2 separate regions of the Mus musculus genome follow, and region 1 is linked to region 2. The links are chromatin contacts, called in public ChIA-PET maps. All regions are on one chromosome and are shown on one strand. Each heading gives the region's core, a stretch centred on a gene start, on an enhancer-like site or on the middle of the called end of the contact. The rest is flanking DNA. Distances are from core to core; before and after follow the strand shown.

Region 1 (4,109 bases), core at 720-3,219, 180 kb after region 2:
CCTGACACCAGCTGCCTCTGCCACCTCCCTATTCATCACTCTTGTCTCCTTGAAGTTATCCTCTGGCCCTGGCCACTCGGGCCTGGCGTTGGATGGGCCACGTACTAGGGTGGGTCTCATCAGGCACATCAGCAGTGGTTGGAAACACAGTGTGTCTGAGGGGCTCAGCAGAGTTTGTAGACTGGAGGGAAGGTTCAGGGTCACCAAGGGACCCTCTGGCTGTCTAGGAGTGATGGCGTACTAGGGAAGTGTTGTAGCCATAAAGACTAGCAAGAAGGATCCTTAGAGTGATGAGAACGTTCTAGACCTTGCCTGGGATGAAGAGCAGAAGTCTGCACAGATCGGGGCCAGCAAGATGGAGCAGCCAATAAATGAAGGTGCTCCTGGTCAAGCCGGATCGCCTGAGATGGATTCCTGAGGTGAACAAGGTAGAAGGAGAGAGCCAGCCTCACAAAACTCTCTTCTGTTCCACACCCATGCATATACATATGAATGATAGATAAATGTGACATGTAGATATAACACAGAACACAGCATGTCACACAGGAGACCTGAGGCCAGTCAGTGGGCTGTCCATACCCACTCCCTGGGGCCCACCCCCAGTCTCTCTCTGTATTATGTTTCTACTTTGTTTTTGTGTTTTGAGCCCAGGCTGTCATTGAATTCACCCAACATGTGAGGAGGACCTTCAACCTCTGATCCCCCTGCCTCCACCTCCCAGGTGCAAGGATGACTGGTTAGAGGCTCCAGCCACCCCTGGCTTTTGTATCCTTTCTTACAACTACAGTGGTCTCAACAGAAGTGTCAACTAAAGCACACACATGTGCCATGCCAGCGCTCTGGTGTTCAGAGGAGGCCCTGGAGGGACCGTGAAGGTTGTTTGTCATCTTCTGCCTGGAGCTGACCCACTAATGGGGCCCCAAGTTCAGGAAAGCAGGGGTAAGAAGAAAGAACACTGGCACCTATACCTTCTACGGTCCCTGTTCCCTCTCCTACTTGGTTCCCAGGTTGGAAACACTAAATAATAAACAAACAAACAAACAAACAAACAAACAACTAAATAAACGTGAGTAAGCTGATTTCTGCCTGGAATCTTCGTGCTTGTTGCCAGCCAAGGGTGCGCCACTCCCTAATCTTTGGCTAAAGAACCCTGGAAAAGCCAGGTATGATAGTACATGATTTTAATGCCAATGTTTGTTCAGGAGGCAGAGGCAGGCAGATCTCTGTGAATTTGAGGTCAGCCTGGTCTATAAAGTGTGTTCAAGCCAGGGCTGCATAGTGAGTCCATGTCTCAAAGAAAGCAAACTCTGGAGTCCAGTCCACCTCTGGCCTCCCCCACCCACCCCCATCTTCCAATCAACACAAGTGCTGGTTTATATAAGATGAAGTCAGTAAGTCATTCAACAAACATCCATGGTACACTGCCCTGAACTTAGATTCTGGAGTAGGAGTGTTGCAGGGGTGAGGAGAAAAAAAAAAGAGCTGTTCTCTTCTTCACAGAACTCACACTCTAGGAGGGAAGACTCTGTCATGGATTTAAAGTGTGGCTACGAGATTCTGCTCTGTGGTCAAGGGCCCTGGCTGCTTGCAGATTACCTGAGTTAGAATCCAGCATCCACGCTGGGTGGCTCAGAACTGCCTCTATCTACAGATCCCGGGCATTCAACACCCTTTTCTGGTCTCTACTGGTACCTGCGTTCACGTGCACATACCCACACACAGACACACAGACACACATATCCATGTAATTTTTAAGAATTAAAAATCTTTTAAAATGTGGCTGAGATTATATACAAAGAAAGAGAGCCACGCTCAGCCAGATGAGGTGTCTCTAGCTGGAGTCGGGGACTTCCTTGCTAATCTTGGCTGCCAACCTGTCTAGAATTAACTAACCCAAACTACTAGGCACTCCTGAGAGGGGTTTTCGAAATCCGATTGTTTGAAGCAGGAAGATCACCTTAAATCTAGGCCACACGTTCTGGTGGCAGCCACATAAAAGGGCACGGAAGAGGAAACTTTGCTTTTTGCCTTCCTGTGTTCACTCTTGCTGACAAGCTCATCTATCCTGTTGCTGCAACCAAGACCAGCAGCTCTCCAGGGCTCCAGCACCAGACTGGGACTTCAGAGAGACATCCAGTCTTTGTGGCTTCTACTTGAGTTCCTGTCTCAGGTTCTGCCTTGAGTTCCTGCCCTGACTTCCCTCCGTGGTGAGCTATAAACCATAAGAAGAAGTGAACCTTTCCATCCCCGAGGTTCTTTGGATGATGGTGTTTGTCTGGTTTTTTGTTTTTTGTTTTCCGAGACAGGGTTTCTCTATGTAGCCCTGGCTGTCCTGGCACTCACTTTGTAGACCAGGCTGACCTCAAACTCAGAAATCCTCCTGCCTCTGCCTCCCCGAGTGCTGGGATTAAAGGCGTGTGCCACCACGCCCGGCTGATGGTGTTTGTCTTAGGGTCACAACTGCTATGGTGAAACACCATGACCAAAACCAACTCAGGGAGAAAAGGGTTTATCTGGCTTCCTTATCCTGAATCACACTGTCCAGTGAGAGAAGCCAAGGCAGGATCCCGGAGGCAGAAACTGATGCAGAAGCTATGGAGGGATGGTGCTTAGTGATTTGATCCTCATGGCTTACTTAGACTGCTTTCTTATAGAATACAGCACCTTCAGCCCAGAGGTGACCCCACCTACAACAGCCTGGGATCTCCCTATAAATCACTGATTAAGAAAGTGACCTACAGCTGGGCGTGGTGGCACACACCTTTAATCCCAGCACTCGGGAGGCAGAGCCAGGCGGATTTCTGAGTTCGAGGCCAGCCTGGTCTACAGAGTGAGTTCCAGGACAGCCAGGGCTACACAGAGAAACCCTGTCTCAAAAAAACCAAAAAAAAAAAAAAAAAAAAAAAAAAAAGTAACTTACAGGCAAACCTACAGGCTTACCTACAGCCCAATCTTGTGGAAACTTTGCTCAATTGAGGAACCCACTTCTTAGATGACTCTAGTTTGTGACAGGTTGACACAAAATTAGTCAGGACAGTGTTTATCACAGCAATAAAAAGCAAACTAGGACAAAGACTCACGTGGAAATGCCAGCTGCAGATATGTACGTTTGTAGTCAGTGCTGGGAAGGCAGAGGCAGGCAGATCCTGGGACTCTCACTGGGGAGGCAGAGGCAGGCAGATCCTGGGACTCTCACTGGCAGCCAGGCAGCCTTAGTGGTGTAGTCTCAGCTTGGGAGGGACCCCGCCCCAAAGAGATGAACAGTACTGCTGAGGAGGACACCTACGGTCCTGTGGCCTCCACATGCAGGTGGGCATACACCTGTGCATACACGTGTGTACACACAGACACAGACACACAAAGAAATGATAATGGCTTACAACCCATTTGTAGAAATGAGTTGTAGAAAAATGGCAGGGAGGGGAGTGACTTTGAATACACTGTCACTGCCTTCAGACACACCAGGAGAGGGTGTCAGATCCCATTACAAATGGTTGTGAGCCACCATGTGGTTGCTGGGAATTGAGCTCAGGACCTCTGGAAGAGCAATCAGTGCTCTTAAACGCTGAGCCATCTGTCCATCCCGGGGGTAGGGGGTGAGGGGACTTTGATTTTTACAATAGAATATCTGAATTGTCAGCAAACACAGAAAAGGTGCCAGATTCCTGACCTGGCAGGATGTCTTCATTTGGGCTACTGCAATGGGTCACCTTCATCTCCATCATTAACAGTTAGTTGAGTTTATCGGTAGAAGTTCTAGACTGGGTTGTCCACCGATCCTGCATCAGGGCGGGCCAGCAATCTCTGCTCCCAAGATGACACCTCCTCAGTGTCCCATGGTGAATGGAGGTGGGAGATTAGCTCAGGGCCATTTTCCTGATTTCATAGACCATCAAGACCAAGTGTCACTTAGAACCGTGGCCTCCTCAGGGATGACAGATGCAAGCTCTCTCTGCCTAGCCGCTGTAGAATACTGCCTCCCTACCCCACAACCTGCCAATCAAAATCTAAGTGCTCTGGCTTGGTGCAGGGAACTATCCTCCTGGGATGAGAAAGGACTGGCCTTTCAGGCCACAGGGCGTGAGTGTCCCTAGGACAAGATGTGTAAC
Region 2 (3,813 bases), core at 753-3,252:
GAGGTCAAATCTGGATGAATTCAAGGTGTGCAGCAACATTGGGTTCCTTCTGCAGATTCTCGTGTGTGTGTGTGTGTGTGTGTGTGTGTGTGTGTGTGTGTGTGTGTGTGTGTTTGCACTGGGTTCCTTCTGCAATCTCTATGTCTCTGTCTCTGCTTCTCTCTCTTGTGTGTATGTGTTTGTGTGTGTATGTGTGTGTGTTAGCACTGGGTTCCTTCTGTAGTCTCTATTTCTGTCTCTGCTTCTCTCTCTCTCTCTCTCTCTCTCACACACACATACACACACGAGAAAGAGAGAGAGAGAGAGAGAGAGAGAGAGAGAGAGGACTGGGTTCCTTTTGCAGGCTCTCTCTTGTGCATGCATGTGTGTGTGTGTGTGTGTGTTAGCACTGTGTTCTTTCTGCAGTCACTCTGTCTGTTTCTCCCTCTCTCTCGTGTGTGTCTGTGTGTGTGTGTTAGCAGTGGGTTCTTTCTGCAGTCTCTGTTTCTGTCTCTTCCACCCCCCCACCTATCTCCCCCCCCCTCTCTCTCTCTCTTTCTCTCGTGTGTGTGTCTGTGTGTGTCTCTGTGTGTGTATGTGTGTGTGTGTTAGCAGTGGGTTCTTTCTGCAGTCTCTTTCTGTTTCTGTCCCCCCCCCTTGTATGTGTGTGTTAGCAGTGGGTTCTTTCTGCAGTCTCTTTCTATTTCTGTTCCCCCCCCCCCGTGTGTGTGTGTGTGTGTGTGTGTGTGTGTGTGTGTGTGTGTGTGTAAGGGTCAGCCTCCTTACCTTTCTCCAAGCAGAGAGCCCACCCCCTGACTACCTTCCTGATCTTTGGCCCTGCTTGCTCTTCAGTTACCTGCTTTCCCATCTCAGAGTCCCTCAGTCACTCGGATGAACTAGAAGAAACCCCCGGCTCAAAGGCTGGTGAGCTGCCTCTGTTCCTCTCTGCTGTGAAACAAGCCATCTGTGTGCCCCAGGGGTTACGCTTGGGACATTGTTCTGCTAACCAGTTCACCTCTCCAGCTCCCCCCACCCACTTAGAAGCCTCTTTCTCTTCCAAGTCTTTCTCCCACGATGCCTGCCTGAGGTGGTGCCTGCACACTTCAGGTCTCCTCTGACCATAGGCCAGCACTCTAAAGTATTCCTGCAGCCTCTTCTACCTACAAGGAAAGCCAAAATGGCGCTGGGCCACACACAAACCCTGATCTGCCCACCCGCTGGTCTCCCCCAGACCCTTCCCTCTCCTACCCTTTCCCTTTGCGTCCTGTTTCCTGTATATTCCACGGTGTTTGTCACCTCCTGGCCTTTGCCCGGTGGTTCCACTCTGGATCTTTCTGTCTGTCCGCCTTCATTCATGTCCCCAGGAAGCTTGACTGACCCTTCCCAAGCACCTGAATGTACTTATTGTTTATTAGTCTGGCAGAGCACAGAGGCCTTGCCTGTCCCCTCTTGTCCCTCACAGTCTTGTGTCTTGTTTGGCCACAGAGCTAGCCATGAGCTGGTCCCAGAGTCATGGTGAACCCTGTGAATTTCTACTGAAGCTCAAGGACTTGGTCTAGGGATGCTGACGAGACCCACGGCCAGGACACACAAGATGCCAGAATGACAGCCGTGACGTGACATCGCTAGCAGCCGCTGACACCGGAAGCTGTTGACACGGGATGCCGCTGGCACCGGAAGCTGCTTGGTAGCATCTCCAAGCTTGCTTTACATAAGCTCTCAGAATGGCTGGGGAATCCAGCTCTCACCTGCTCCCCACTTTATGGATGAGAACCTTGGACTCTTCAAGTTGACCATACCTGCCTTTTGACTAGAGTGGAGGCCAGGGAAGTTTCTCATGCTTCCTGCTTGGAGGGGGCGGGGGCGGGCGGGGGTGGGGGCGGGGGCGGGTGGGGGCAAGCCCCAGCTGTTGTTGAGGTGAGGCATGGTGACTCTTCCTGGAGGAGGCTGAGGCTGGTCAGGACTTGGGTGGGGCTGAGCAGGCTGCTGGGAAGCCGCTTCCTTCCGGACCCTTCCTGTTTCCTTTTCCTCACTGCTCAGCCAAGCGATTGTCTTGCTCAGCCCTCCCCGGGCCTGCCTGGGCAGGATGTGGAGGCAGGAGGTTCTGTTTTCAAAAAGTCAAGTGTGGATTAAACACCTTGAACTGCAGACTCAATGTGGCTCAAAGAGTAACTTTTGTGTTATGTGTATTTTACCAAAATAAAAAGAACTGAAGGGCTGACTAGATGGCTCAGTGGATAAAAGTGCTTGCTGCCAAGCCTGGGACCTGAATTCCGGCCCTGGAACACACATGGTGGAAGGAGAGAAACCATTCCTGCTTGTTGTCCTCTGGCCTCTCCACAGGGACTGTGGTATGACGTGTGCTCTCCTCTCCAGATACATTTTAATGATTGTAATTTTTTTTTTTCTTTTGGGACAGAGTTTCACTGTGTAGCCCTGGCTGTCCTGGAACTCACTCTGTAGACCAGGCTGGCCTAGAACTCAGAGATCCGCCTGCCTCTGCACCCCAAGCACTGGGATTAAAGGTGTTTGCTACAACACCTGGCTATGATTATAAAATTTTAACATCAAATTGTCAAAAGAAAGGGAAGTGGCTCATGTCCCCGAATGTGAGGCTCTGTACCTGTGAAGCAGTCACCGCCCCTTGCCCTTCCCCATGCCTGACATTTCATTCTCTTCTGGAACTGATGACAGGTGTGAAGAGCTGATGGGCTGGCAGTCCCATAAGGGGTGCTCCTGGCTCTAAGGACCCATGGCAGGGGGACTAGGAGTTTGGCTCCTAGATGAGTCCCCCCTCCTCAGTGCTTGCAGCCTTGAGAGTCACAGGTTGTTTCCTGTCCCTGGCTTTCCTCTTCCAGCAACCATGATTTGTGGAGATGTCTTTCCCAGTGGGTGGGAGTCCTCTGCTGGCACAGTCCACTATGCCGCACTTTGACTATCATGACAAACAGACTCTTCTGTTTTCAAGATTTGTTTCTGTTTTACGAGTGTGTGATTGCATGTATGTCTGTGTATCATATGGATGCCTGGTGCCCTCAGAGGCCAGAAGAGGGCATCAGATCCCCTGGAACTGTAGTTCCAGGTCGTTCTGAGCCCCATGTGGGTGCTGAGAAACAAAGCCAGGTCCTCGACATAAGCAGCCAGTGTTCTACCACTGAGCAACCTCTCCAGCCCCTCCCTGCATCTTAAATTTGCTCAGTGGACAAAGGGCTGGGTGTGAGGCCGGGAGACTGCATAAGGCCTTTCAGCTACTGACTTCCTCTGTGTCCTAAGGAATGTCATCTCTCTGTGCAGCACCAGGTCCTTCCCTGTAAGCTAGACCAGTGTGGGACAACATCAGGACTCTGTCTGTCTTCAGTACTTCCTTCATCCTCTCAGCCTAGACATGTCCAGTGCCCATGGAGGAGGAAGAGGAAGAGGCCGAGGATGCCAAAGCCAGTGGAGCCCTTGGCTCCCAGGGCATGAACCTTCAGAGTGTTCTCAGACTCTGGCAGCCTCCACCCTGGGTTCTATTCTCTCCTGCTGGTGGTTGGAGCTGTGCCCCATCATTGTGGGAGCAAACACCCACCTTAGTCATAGGATCTCAGAACCAGGTGTTATTTCCCCATGTGTCCCATGGTCTCTACAGGACTGGGCCCACAGAAGCCTAGAAAGTGGTTTAGCTGTTGCTACAAGCAAGGGACCGAGGAAGAAGAGAAGGTAGAGAAGTCAAACTCTGGATTCAGGGTCTGTGCGAGACACACAAATGCTTCACAAGCAGAAACTGGGCCATGGTGTCACCACTGAGACCCAGAGGGAATAATATCGCTACACCCACGGGCCTCCCATGAGCCA

What was found. ChIA-PET counts read pairs in DNA pulled down with a chosen protein or histone mark.
Region 1: an RNA polymerase II ChIA-PET map of memory CD8 T cells shows a contact between it and region 2, with 224 read pairs. The contact joins two enhancer-like sites. A contact is called at or near these places in 11 of 39 promoter capture datasets (the C10 cell line, cranial neural crest, embryonic stem cells and 7 more), 11 of 484 Hi-C or Micro-C datasets (CD8 T cells, Th1 cells, bone marrow-derived macrophages and 7 more), 19 of 115 datasets of contacts at active chromatin or transcription factors (SST interneurons, bone marrow-derived macrophages, cardiomyocytes and 11 more) and 1 of 9 other capture datasets (embryonic stem cells).

The regions. Positions count from the first base shown.
Region 1 is chr2:30,726,127-30,730,235 of GRCm38.p6, forward strand. No RefSeq gene overlaps it. Among named protein-coding and RNA genes, the nearest start is that of Gm39782, 4.4 kb to the left of the region's middle. Within about 2 kb of position 1,970, at least 13 of the 459 cell types and tissues checked have an H3K27ac peak or open chromatin away from gene starts, as enhancers often do. A contact at or near this core is called in memory CD8 T cells and regulatory T cells, where this site is marked.
Region 2 is chr2:30,546,014-30,549,826 of GRCm38.p6, forward strand. It overlaps Gm31585 (a long non-coding RNA gene), which reads left to right. Exons shown (of 3, transcript XR_374225.3): 1 at 1-25; 2 at 832-903; 3 at 1,465-1,831. Among named protein-coding and RNA genes, the nearest start is that of Gm31585, 3.4 kb to the left of the region's middle. Within about 2 kb of position 2,003, at least 72 of the 459 cell types and tissues checked have an H3K27ac peak or open chromatin away from gene starts, as enhancers often do. A contact at or near this core is called in memory CD8 T cells and regulatory T cells, where this site is marked.